2 separate regions of the Mus musculus genome follow, and region 2 is linked to region 1. Evidence: chromatin contacts called from public Hi-C data. All regions are on one chromosome and are shown on one strand. Each heading gives the region's core, a stretch centred on a gene start, on an enhancer-like site or on the middle of the called end of the contact. The rest is flanking DNA. Distances are from core to core; before and after follow the strand shown.

Region 1 (5,486 bases), core at 1,901-4,400:
GCCTTCAGTGCTAGCTCTATGTAAAGGCAAGCACCCGATAGTCTGTAGGCAGCAGGTAGCCCTCAGGCCAGCCTAGGAGAAAGGAGGAGCAAGGTGGCCACAGCTCTGTCCTAGGTTCTGAGTTCTAGAAAGCGCTGTGAAAGCTACCACCAGATGAGTGTTTCACAGGTGAGGGTGTGACACTTGGCAAAGACAGTTGGCGTGATAGAGCGTCTTTCTGGAGCAGTCCTGTGCCAAGCACTTCACACGTGATCCCAGATTCAGCTGTTCTCCCCTGTACAGTTGAGAGGAAGGCTCAGGAATATTCGACACAGGGTCCCTGGACCAGAGGGATGGAGGAAGCAGACTTAAGAACTAACCAGAGATGAGCCAGAAACAAGTGTGCTGAAACCTACCCTTCCCTGTCTCCTGACTTCCAAGGAATGAGACCCACTCAGTCCATTTCCTCAAAGACAGAGGCAACATTGCACAGCCAAGAAGCCTTAGTGGCTTGGAGGGCGGGGGTGTCCTCTCAGGATAAGAGCCTGCTGTAGATGGCCCAGGCTGGTCCAATTTACCCTACAATGGACATACACGTGAGAGAGGAGCTTTGATCTCTGCTTCCTGTCCCCTGTTGGGGACACAGTGAGGTGCTCTTAGAAGAGAGCATTTGAGAGAAGGCAGACTGTTGCCCGACTGTGGGACAGAAAGAAAGACGGAACATATGTACGCACGGTGGGGAAGGGAGAGGGAGCGATGAGTCCTGTTTGGTGGCAGCTCTCCTGGTCTGAAAATTTGACCATACATAAATAGTTCTAGGTTTGTCGGTCCAGAGAAGAAAGAAGGAAACTGGTCTGGTTCTAGACAGGTATAAGGATGAAAGTCTGAGCCTTCTATCCTATCCTCAGAACGGAGCTCAGGAACAGAAGTAGGGAAACAGGGCGGCGCCTTTCTGTTGAAGGGAGACTTCTGCTGGTTGCAGGCCCTTCGGTATCTGGGACTCCAAAGAACCGTATCTCTTTGTGAGAACCCGGGCAGGCAACCCTCGGCCTAACACCACACTATCCATTTACCTGATATGTGACCACTGGTATAAAGAGAAATCAGGCGCGCACTCTCCAGAAAGTAGCTCTTCCCCAACGCTCCGTGGCTTGGAAAACCCGTGCTGCCCGTGCTGCCCCTGCTGCAGGCGCAAGTCTGTGCTCTGAGTCTGGTGGGGGCAACTGAGCAGCCAGCAAGGCGCCAGCGCCAACTAGTGGGCGGTTCACGACACTGCTTCAGCCCGGGCGACCCTTCACCTGCGACCTCAGGCTGCGTACTGAAGGCCAGCACTTCCCCAACCCTTGGATCTGGTGCCCGCGTCTTCCGAGGGTTATAGCTGAGTCCGGGCCCAGGGTCAGATGTTGGGTCATTCCTGTAGCCCCACTTTCCGGAGACCCGGTTATTAATTTGTTGTAAGATCAGAAAGAGAAATCAGGCGGAGGGACTAGTATGGGGCAGATGCAAACTGGAATCACTCAAGAAATCGAATTTATGCATCGCATCGCAGAGGCTGCCAGTCACGGCCCACAATCGCTCGAGGGCAGAATAGACGACTCGGTCTGGGTCCTACCTGGTGACTAGCGGTGCTCCCTTTCCAGGGGAGCCCCCTGAGGGCCCATGCTCAGGGCCAGGCTTCCTAGATCCCCTCTGGTCCAGAGGCTGTTTCCATGGCGGCCCAAGGCCTAGTGATGGTCAACTCCGAATCATAGGTTCTCAAAAAGTTCCAGTAAGGGACCTTCACTGTCCTTGCTTCCCTGGTGGCTTGAGGCGCTGGCATAAGGCCCAGAGAGGGGCAGAATACAATTCTCCTGGCACTCGTTAGACTCAGGACATACCTAGTACCCCGCTGTTGTACACACAGCGCCTGATTTCGTTTTTTGACAAAATGGAGTGTTCTAAGCTGAGGTCAGAGCCAGGATGAGGTCTTGATGCCTCTGTCGCCATCGGATCCTAAATCGTGTCGCTTCTGGGGCTTGTATTGGTAGTTGCAGACAGATTCACTGTCGCTGGCAACGAAAATGCAGTCGAATTTCCAAAGCAGTGAGAGAAACACATGCATTCGTTCGTTGCTGCCGTCCAAGGAGTGCACGGGGTTGGGGAGAGCACAGCCCTCGGTGACCGGTGACCGTGGACTCTCTAGTTGTGTGTCTGTGCCCCCATGCCAGGCTTAGGAGACGGGACGGGAAAGAGTTGTTGTTAGTGAAGTCCAGGAGTTGCTGGGCCACGGAGCATGAGGAACACAGAGACCCCAGGGCCGATTTCCCACAGGGCACCTGACAGCTCTGTAGGCTCAGCGCTTTAGGGCCAAGAAGACTATGGCCCGGCCCTAGGAGGACCCCTTTCCATCCGTGGGGAGAAAGCAGTCTGAGCGTTAAGACTTCTTTCTGCCACAGACCCTCATCCACTTCCACTAGACGGACGGTGGTTGCATGCGTATGGTGTAGCATGGAATGTTCCAAAAAAGCACACTGTTGTAGGCCCCATTGTAGTTTTCAAAGACCCATGAGCTGCCAAGACAGAGGACAACTCCACGAGGCCTGCGCGATCCTGAAATTAGTTTTGAGTGGACAGGAGCCGTGTGGTTGTCCCCACCCCACTGTTGGTCCCTGTGGCAACCCCTATTCTGTCTGCCTCGAAGGTTGACACAGAAGCCACAGAGACGAGAGCCAAGGCCGCGCGGAGCTGTGGACTCCCTCGTGGGGTGGAAGCTCTAGGGTCAAAATCGTTTGTGGAGTGGAGGGAATGAGAAAACCGTCTTGGGTGTCACCGCGGCAACCAGCTGAGGGTGCAGGTTCCGGGCTGCGGTGGCCAGAGCTGAAGCAGCCAGGCTGCGACTCGAGGGAGGGGAAGCGAGCCGCAGCCAGGAGGCTGGAAACCCGATGTCTGCCCAGGTCGCAGCGGCCGCTCCTGACTCCGGGGACCGCGGCTCCCCGCGCGGCTACCGGGACGCGGGTGTCTAGACCCTCTGGGGCGGAGCCTGGCCCCTGCTTGGCTCGCGCGGGCCCGAGCCACCGGGTCCTCCACGGCGAACCCCGAGCCTGGGGGCTGCGATTGGCTGCGCCCCGCGTCGCTCGCACGGCCCCGCCCCGAGGCCCGGGGTACTAACCCCGCGCGGGCGGCCGCGTCGCCGCCACTTGATTCTCTAGGATCCGGGCTGGGGCCGCGGCCGCCGAGTCCGTGGGGCGGCCGCGCGCGCCGGATGCGGGACTAGCGGGCGCGCGGCCGACCGTCGGGGCGCACCCCCTCCCCCGGCGCCGCCCCTCCCCCCACCCCCCACGCTGGCCGGGCCCCGAGCCGCCGCCTTCCCGCCTCCCGCTTCCCGCGGCTGCGGCCGCCCGCGCCCTGACGGCCGCGGCATGCGTATTCCCGTAGACCCGAGCACCAGCCGCCGCTTCACTCCCCCCTCCACGGCCTTCCCCTGCGGCGGCGGCGGCGGCGGCAAGATGGGCGAGAACAGCGGCGCGCTAAGCGCGCAGGCAACCGCGGGCCCCGGCGGCCGCACCCGGCCCGAAGTGCGCTCGATGGTGGACGTGCTGGCCGACCACGCGGGAGAGCTCGTGCGCACCGACAGCCCCAACTTCCTCTGCTCCGTGCTGCCCTCGCACTGGCGCTGCAACAAGACGCTGCCGGTCGCCTTCAAGGTGAGTGCAGGGGCCCGAGCCGGGAGGACACCGGGGAACCTGGGCGCCCCCATTTGCAGGAGCCCATACCGGGGAGGACTTGGGGAGCACCTAGAAGTAGGACATGAAAGGGGATGTCACCCAGCTGGCAAGACACCGGGGTACCCGGGCGCCCCTACTGCAGGATGCCACTCCCGGAAGGACCCCCGCTGGACTCCAGGCGATCCGCAATAAGAGCCCAGACCCCAGAGAACATGGGAGGTACCGTGGTGGAAGAAAAGGGGGTCACCCGGCTAGCAGGACATAGGGGTGCCTGGTCACCCACGCTGCAGGAGCCCAGGCCCGACAGAACATGAGAGGAACCTGGGTGTCCCCGCTGCCCGAGCCCGGGTCCAGAGAGAAATATGGTTACATCAGTCAGGGAAGGTACCAGGAGGACGTCCAGGAGAACTGGGCGTGGGGAGTTCTTCTGCCGTTCCTATTCCAAGAGTCAGAACCCCAGACCTCCCGTTGGGAACGGTACACCGCGGCCTCTCTGCCGGAGGACACGGACACTTGGGGCGCTCCTTCTCGGTGGCACAGACAGCCTGGAGGAGCCATACCCCGTTCCACCTGGCCTTCACGGGGCCCTGCAGAGTATAGTGGCATGGAAACCGGAGGACTGGGGCTCCCAGATTCTTTGGCACAGTCTAACCGGTAACTGGGATGAGGACCGCCGGAGCTGGGCGAGGACCCGGGAGGTGTGGGGCACAGAGGGCGAGGAGGGCCTGGCCTAGCACCGCGCCTCCTGCTCTGCAGCAGAAACACTTCCTTCCCACACTCTCAACCTCAGCGGCTGAAGTGTTGCACAGGGCGACCGTAGGCCGGTTCTAAAGGGCTGCCTCCGGCATAAGTCTGCATCCCGAAAGATAGGCAGAGACTTGGGGAATGCCTCCATCCTGGTAGCCCCAGAGTCGTTCAGAGAATTTATTTTTCAACGATACCAGGGATAGGCAACTGTTTCGTTTCTCTCTCTCTCTCTCTCTCTCTCTCTCTCTCTCTCTCTCTCTCTCTCTCTCTCTCTCTCTCTTGTAAGGGGGGCAGCCAGATGAAACGAAAACGCCTTGGTTTTCCCCTAAACCTCTCACAGCTGCCGTGAGAAAGGACAGAGTAGGAAGGGCCAGCGGCTGGGAGGTAGTGATGCCCGAGGTGGCTGGAAACGCGGCTGCTGGCAGCTGAGGCCCTCCTTGCTCCCATTAAGACTTCAAATTGGAAAGGGGTGGGGGGAAGGCTGGTGACTCTTTGAGGTCTCCCGGGTGACATCTTAAAATACCATTGGGGGAAATCTCCCGGGGAGGAGAGGGAGGAGGGGAGAAGGGGGAGGAGGGGATGAGGGCCGTGTGACTGTAATCGTCAGATCGGAGGTTTTACTGTCACTTGGAGCTTAAAAGGAATCTTTGAAATTAAAAGAAGACAGGATGTTGACAGGAAATCTGGCCTTTTTAATCAGACCCCAAACATTTTCTCCTTGAAATCTTTACCATCTGGATCCCCAGTCCCTGCACACGGCAGCCACGTTTAAATGGCTGTGACTCTGTTTAAAGTCTGGTTCAAAAGGCATCTGCCTCTTGATGCGCCTTGGGTGGGAAGGAGTGGGGGAAGAGATGACATTTAAGGGGCATCTCCACCCACCCATCCAACAGTTCCCAGCAGGTACATGCTCAGTGATCGAAACCACCCTGTCCTCTTACCCCGGGGTTTTCTGGATCAACTTGCAAAAACGCAGTTTGTTTTGCATTTTGCATTTTCTCTGCATAACGAATCCAGGCTCTGTTGAGGCCATTTAACTGGGCCTTGGTCACACTG
Region 2 (5,486 bases), core at 940-3,439, 4.7 Mb after region 1:
GGATCAGTTAGGTTAAGAGGCTATTTGACTCCCAACATTTCTAGCTCTGGCTTGAGCACCCAGGACTGTGGCAGCGGGAGTCTGCACAGCTTAAGGACTGGGGATATAAAGCTGTCTGTGTAGCGTCTGGGAACACAAACCGTCCCTTAGCAGATTCCCAGGCTTTTTAAAACACCCTTAAAGTTCTCATTTCGTTGGGGGGGCAAATCGAGGGCACACTCCACGATGATCACAAGCTCCAAAATACCCCAACTTGGTCTCAGAAATGCAGTAATTGTCCCAGCAGTCTTTGCTGCAACTAAGATGGGCCACTTGTGTGTGTGTGTGTGTGTGTGTGTGTGTGTGTGTTTGTGCACGCGCGCGCGCGTGCATCAGGAAGATAGGCATACCTAGTGTGTTCTGGGGAAGGGAGAACTTAGGTAGGCCTTAATGCAAAGTCTACACAATTTTCTTACAGAAGGTTCGGGGGACACCCGGTGCACTAATCCAGCCTCGATCCCCCCAATTTGGGGACTCGCGGCTACAGAGATCTAGAAGATTACAACGATTTCACAGCGGCCCGAGCGGAGGAAGCAGACGGAATAATTGGAAAGGGGGAGGCTAGAAGAGGCTCGGTCTGCTGAGCTGTTCCTACCGCCCCCTCTTTACTTTCCCGCTCCCCCCTCCTTCACCAATTTTTCTTTGTAAAAGTAGGTATCTGAAACCACTCTCAGATTTAATCAGAAATCGTGCGTCGCCGAGCCAGAGTCCCTCGGTCTCCGTGGCGGGGTACGCCATTAGCGCTGGAGAGCTCTCGAACGCCCAACTTTATATTCAAGAGCCTCTTTAGCGACCGGCACTCGGCTCTCCTCAGTATTCTGCGTCATGTTGGGCAAATATTGTCCTAATCCTTTGCGCGTCCTTAGCCGCCTGTTTTGCTTGCATTCGTTCCAGGAGAGGACTCCGGCAAATCCCCGGCTGCCGCGCTCTCCCGCCTGCGTGGCCGCTCGCGCGCACTTGATCACGCAGCCCGCTCTCTTCGCCTCTGTCTAATTCGGGGACCCGGCGGCTTCTCGCTGCCCGAGGGAGGGGGCTCCCTCCCTAGATCGCCGGCTGCCAGACCGCCCCTTCTCGCCTTCTCTCCCCATCCTCCCGCACCCACAAGTGGGGCCCACACAATGACAAGAGGGGCGGCTAAAAAATAAAATTGGCACGCCGTTTCTAACTGCTCCTGAGACACCATGGGCTGTCTGAGCCGAGGAAACTAGAAGACCCTTCGGTGACTGGCTGAAAGCCTTCCATAGGTTTAAATAGAAAAGGGAGGGGGCGCGCAAAGGGGCCCTTTCTCCTCTCCCGGCCGATCGCCGCCGGCCGGTCCCCTCTGCATCCCCGAGTGGCTAGAGACTCAAAACAGTCCCCTGGATTGCTGTACCCTCTTTTGGTCTTGAGTTTCTTTCCCGGGACATTTGCAGACTTTAGAAAGACGTAGGGAAAAGTTATGTTTTTAATTTTTTTGTTTTTGTTTTTGCGGGAAATAAGGCACTATGCATTGTTTTTAATTAGTTTGTGTCGGGGCCGGGAAAAAAAAAAGCCAGTTAGTAAGTTGCTTGGGAGGAAGCGGACGGTCTGGTGGAGTGGAAATAGAGTGTCGCTTGTTGGTATTTCGAAATAAAAGGGGTTGGAGGGACCCCATCCCGACTTTGAGGGACCAATTCAAAACTAGGGAAGAAAGCCGGCGGCGCTGCGCAGAGACCCGGGAACTCTGTTGTGTCAGAGAAGAGTGGGAAACCCTGGAATTTACCGGAGCGCAAAACGGACCAGATGCGAATTCCCCGGGGAGTCGCATCCTGCGGCGAAAGGCCGGCAGCCGGTGACCCACGGAGCGCGGGCCGAGGGTCAGCGGAGTCCACGCAGAAACTGACAAGTGTCCGCTCTAGAAACTTCCCGTGTCCCACGCGGAGACTGGGACCCAGCAGAGCCCAGGAAGCCCCGCTGCTCGCTCCCCTGGAGGGTGCCATCTCCGAGGTCCTCCGGGGGACCCTGTAAAGGCCTCCTGCGCGCTCTCTTACCTTCCAGGGGGAAGCCGGTGCGCGGGTAGTTCTGCCCCGGGCCGGGTCTCATCATCCTGGGGACCGCGCCGGGCAGCGCCGCCATTCCTGCGCACGCTGGAGACGAATCCAGAGTCGGCTGGATAAACCTCTTGGCGTCTCTTCCTTTCACCCCTGCTGCGATCCTCCTCTCCTCTTCTTCCCTCCCCCCCCCACTAGCCTCTTCCCCCTCCCTTCTGCACCCCCCCCCACCCGGTTGCAGACGCGCCCCTTCCAGAAGCTGGGCGCGGGGGGGGGTGAGGTGGGGGCGGGAGGAGTGGAAGGTGGCGACAAGGAAGTTCAAACAAACAAACACTCCAACCCCAAGTCCGCCTCCACCCGCCGGGCTCGGCCAGAAGTTAAGCCGAATGACACCGGCTGCCGTGGGCCGAGCAGGCCGGGCTCCCTGTCCCCAGCTGCGCCTTGCGGGCCACCCGCTCCCGCGCTCCCGGCCGAAGTTCCTGAGCCCAGAGGTTGCGGAGTGGCTTTCTTTGGGTCTTTATTTATATATTTATTCTCTGGCTCGGACTCCCTCCTCCCCTCGATCCCTCCTCTCAGCGCCTCTTTCTGCTGGCCCTCACACCCTGTCCCCCGGAGGACTGGAACGGGGACGCGCTCCTGCTCGGGTTTCGGACTGGAGGGGAGGTGACCCGAGCGACAGGGTTGGGGAACACAAGAGGAAAAGCGAGGGGGCGCGAGCGATCAGCTGGGTAAGTTGTGCAAAAGTGCTCAACGGCAGGGAAGGGGAGGGAGCAGGCTGCAGCCAGAGAGATCTGATAGGTTCGGACTTTTCTTTTATTCATGAGCAGGAAAGGGGGCCAGTTCGGGAGGGAGAGGGGACCGATAACGAAAAGAAGTCTCCAACGAGTATTTTTTCCCCTTCCTTTTTAATCTCCAACTCGACCTCGTTCTTTTTTTTTCTTTTTCTTTCTTTCTTTTTTTCCTCAGGGGGTCGCGGGGGAGGGAGATAATTTGAAACTCTGAGTCCAGGGATGGCGTGGGCTGGGGGTGCTCTGAGGGAGGGAGAGGGTAACTTCTTTTAAGTGTTGTCCAGAGATGTGCTGGCAGGTCTGTGCTCCGGACGGCTTTCAGCTGTCTGCCCGCTGTGTAGGAAAGCCGGCCTTGGGCTGGGATCTTCTCTGTCCGCTCCGGCTATCTCTGGCCTCCTGGACTAGGGTCCACCGCACGTGTCCCTTCTCTTTTTAGTTCACTAGCTCTGAACATTCCTTGACAACTACTCCCTCCCTGGGCGGAACAGAGTAGGGTGACATCCCCGGAAGAATTTTGACTTCGCTGATACCTGTCAGGGCTTTACTGCTTGCGCCTGGCCTGGCCTGGCCTCCTGCAGCTCGGAGAAACGCAGCAAAATATACATCCCCAGAGATGCTGGCAAATCCGAGTCTGCCAAACCCTGGGGAATAACCTCTCCAGCTCCTCCTCCAGCTCCTAGGCCACCACCTTGGAGCCCTTTCTAGTGGACTCAGAATGTCCTGGAGGCGACATCAGCAAGGCTAGGGATCTGGGAGTCAGATGGGAGATGAGTGGGAGACAGACAGATAAAGCTGGGTACCACCAACTCTACTCCTCCACTGGAGGGCTGGGGAGGTGGTGGCCCAATTAGTTGCGCTCTCTCTCTCTCTCTCTCTCTCTCTCTCTCTCTCTCTCTCTCTCTCTCTCTCAGAGATCCCACAATTCTGTTCTCTGATGCCACAGTAACCAGTGGTCTCTGCCTTAGGACATAGATTCCTAGGGTTGAAAAGCCCTCCCAGCAGGGTAGGATGCCACCCATTACAGATCTTTTGTGCCCCCCCCATACATCTCCAACACTCCAGTAAAGGGCCTCTCTGGCCCAGCCCTGGAGGTGAAATACAATAAAATAAATCCAGTCCTCCAGCTCATGCCCTGCCCAGCCTTCTTGGAGGGGGTCAGTCTGGTCTTGGCCTGGGGGTGCTCTCTGCTGGCTGGCCTCAGTGTGTCCTCTCCCTTCCCCTCCTCCTCACCTGTGACCTTTGCCCCTCTCAGCATGCTACTGACCCTTTCTCCTAGCTGAGGGGTTCATCAGACTTCTTTGTGGGGCAGGGGTGGGGGTGGGCTTCCGGGGATGGGAGACCTGTGGAAAAGCTTGTTAAATATATGCTTGCAGGATTGAATGGGGAGAGGAGAGAGGCCAAGTGGTTTTAGACTCTGCGGCCTGAGTCACACCTACCAGCCAGGTGGGGAGACAGAGTTTTTGCCCTGTAGGTTGTTGGGGGGGGGCGAGAAATGCTAAGTTCCTGGGGACCCTTGTCTGCTTTGACTCCTGAGGTAGATATCCAGGGTTTTGTTTTGTTTTTTAAATACAAGCATGTATATATCCATGTCTTTCTGTAAACATAGGGTACACATATTTAATGTGTTCTCCTTCAGTCTTCCATCTGTCTGTCGTCTGTCCATCCCTCTACCCCCACCAACACCCTCCTGGTATGGCAGACTTTTAGCGACTCTCCTTTGTGTGGTGGTTTGGTAGCTCTTCACTGGCAAATTTGGGTTTTTATGTGCAGGTGAGGTCTGTGTAGGCCTGTCTTGGGTCAATCTTGGGTAAATTAATTGTGGGCTCCTCAATGGGGAGGGTGTAATGCTGTCTTAGCATGGCTGAAAGCAAAGTTTGAGAAGGGGAGCCATGCATATTTTGACTGGCTCCCCTTCTGGAAGTGCCTGGCACCTGGGCTGTCAGGCCTAGTTTCTTCATACCAACCCTGTAACTGGAGCGAAGTTGGAGGTGGGGCAGACACCCAGCTGGTAACCTTGGTACAGAAAGGGTGTTGCTGGGGGGCCCTTAGCATCCTTGGTGACCACAGCATCCTTGAGATGATCTTCCGTTCTGTCCACCAGGAAGGAAGACACAGAGGCTCACTACCCAGGCCCTGCACAGGACACATAGCTGCTGGGGATCCCTGGAGCCTAGGCAGGGCAGACAGCAGAGGGGAGGAAGTGGGCTTGTCTGTCAGAATGAGCGTGGCCATTCTCGCCTGTTGGAGAGCAATTTCACAAATGATTTTTGCAACAATTAAGAAGTGTGGAGGGGTGAAATGGCGATTTCACATCCAGCAGGGGAAAGGGGGGTTCACCTGGGGATGGGTGGTTGCAGCTGGGGTAGGGGAGAAACTCTCCTGCTTGGCCGGTCCCCCTGGCTAGCCCCCATGTCCCAGGGTACCCCCTCCCAAGTCATCAATCAACTCCCAAGGCCTCCAGTGCCTCAGAGGTTCTCAGGGCTCCAGTTCCAGCTGTGAGCTCCAGCCAGTGCTTGCCCTGCCGGCTCGCGCTCTCTCTCTCTCTCTCTCTCTCTCTCTCTCTCTCTCTCTCTCTCTCTCTCTCTTTCCCTACCTCCCCCACCCCATCTACCCTCACTCTCTGTCTCCCTCTCTTCCCCTTCCCTCCGCC

The links. Hi-C and Micro-C count contacts between places; a contact is called where the count stands out from the background.
Region 2: a contact with region 1 is called in a Hi-C map of epiblasts, with 11 times the contacts expected there. The contact joins the promoter of Pax7 here to the promoter of Runx3 in region 1. A contact is called at or near these places in 3 of 484 Hi-C or Micro-C datasets (cerebellum, embryonic stem cells and epiblasts).

The regions. Positions count from the first base shown.
Region 1 is chr4:135,149,395-135,154,880 of GRCm38.p6, forward strand. Runx3 (runt related transcription factor 3) reads left to right here and starts at 3,151. Exons shown (of 5, transcript NM_001369050.1): 1 at 3,151-3,662. The coding sequence starts at 3,378.
Region 2 is chr4:139,830,779-139,836,264 of GRCm38.p6, forward strand. It overlaps Pax7 (paired box 7), which reads right to left and starts at 2,190. Exons shown (of 9, transcript NM_011039.2): 1 at 2,049-2,190. The coding sequence starts at 2,133. Gm46873 (a long non-coding RNA gene) reads left to right here and starts at 2,690. Exons shown (of 3, transcript XR_001784470.2): 1 at 2,690-2,776.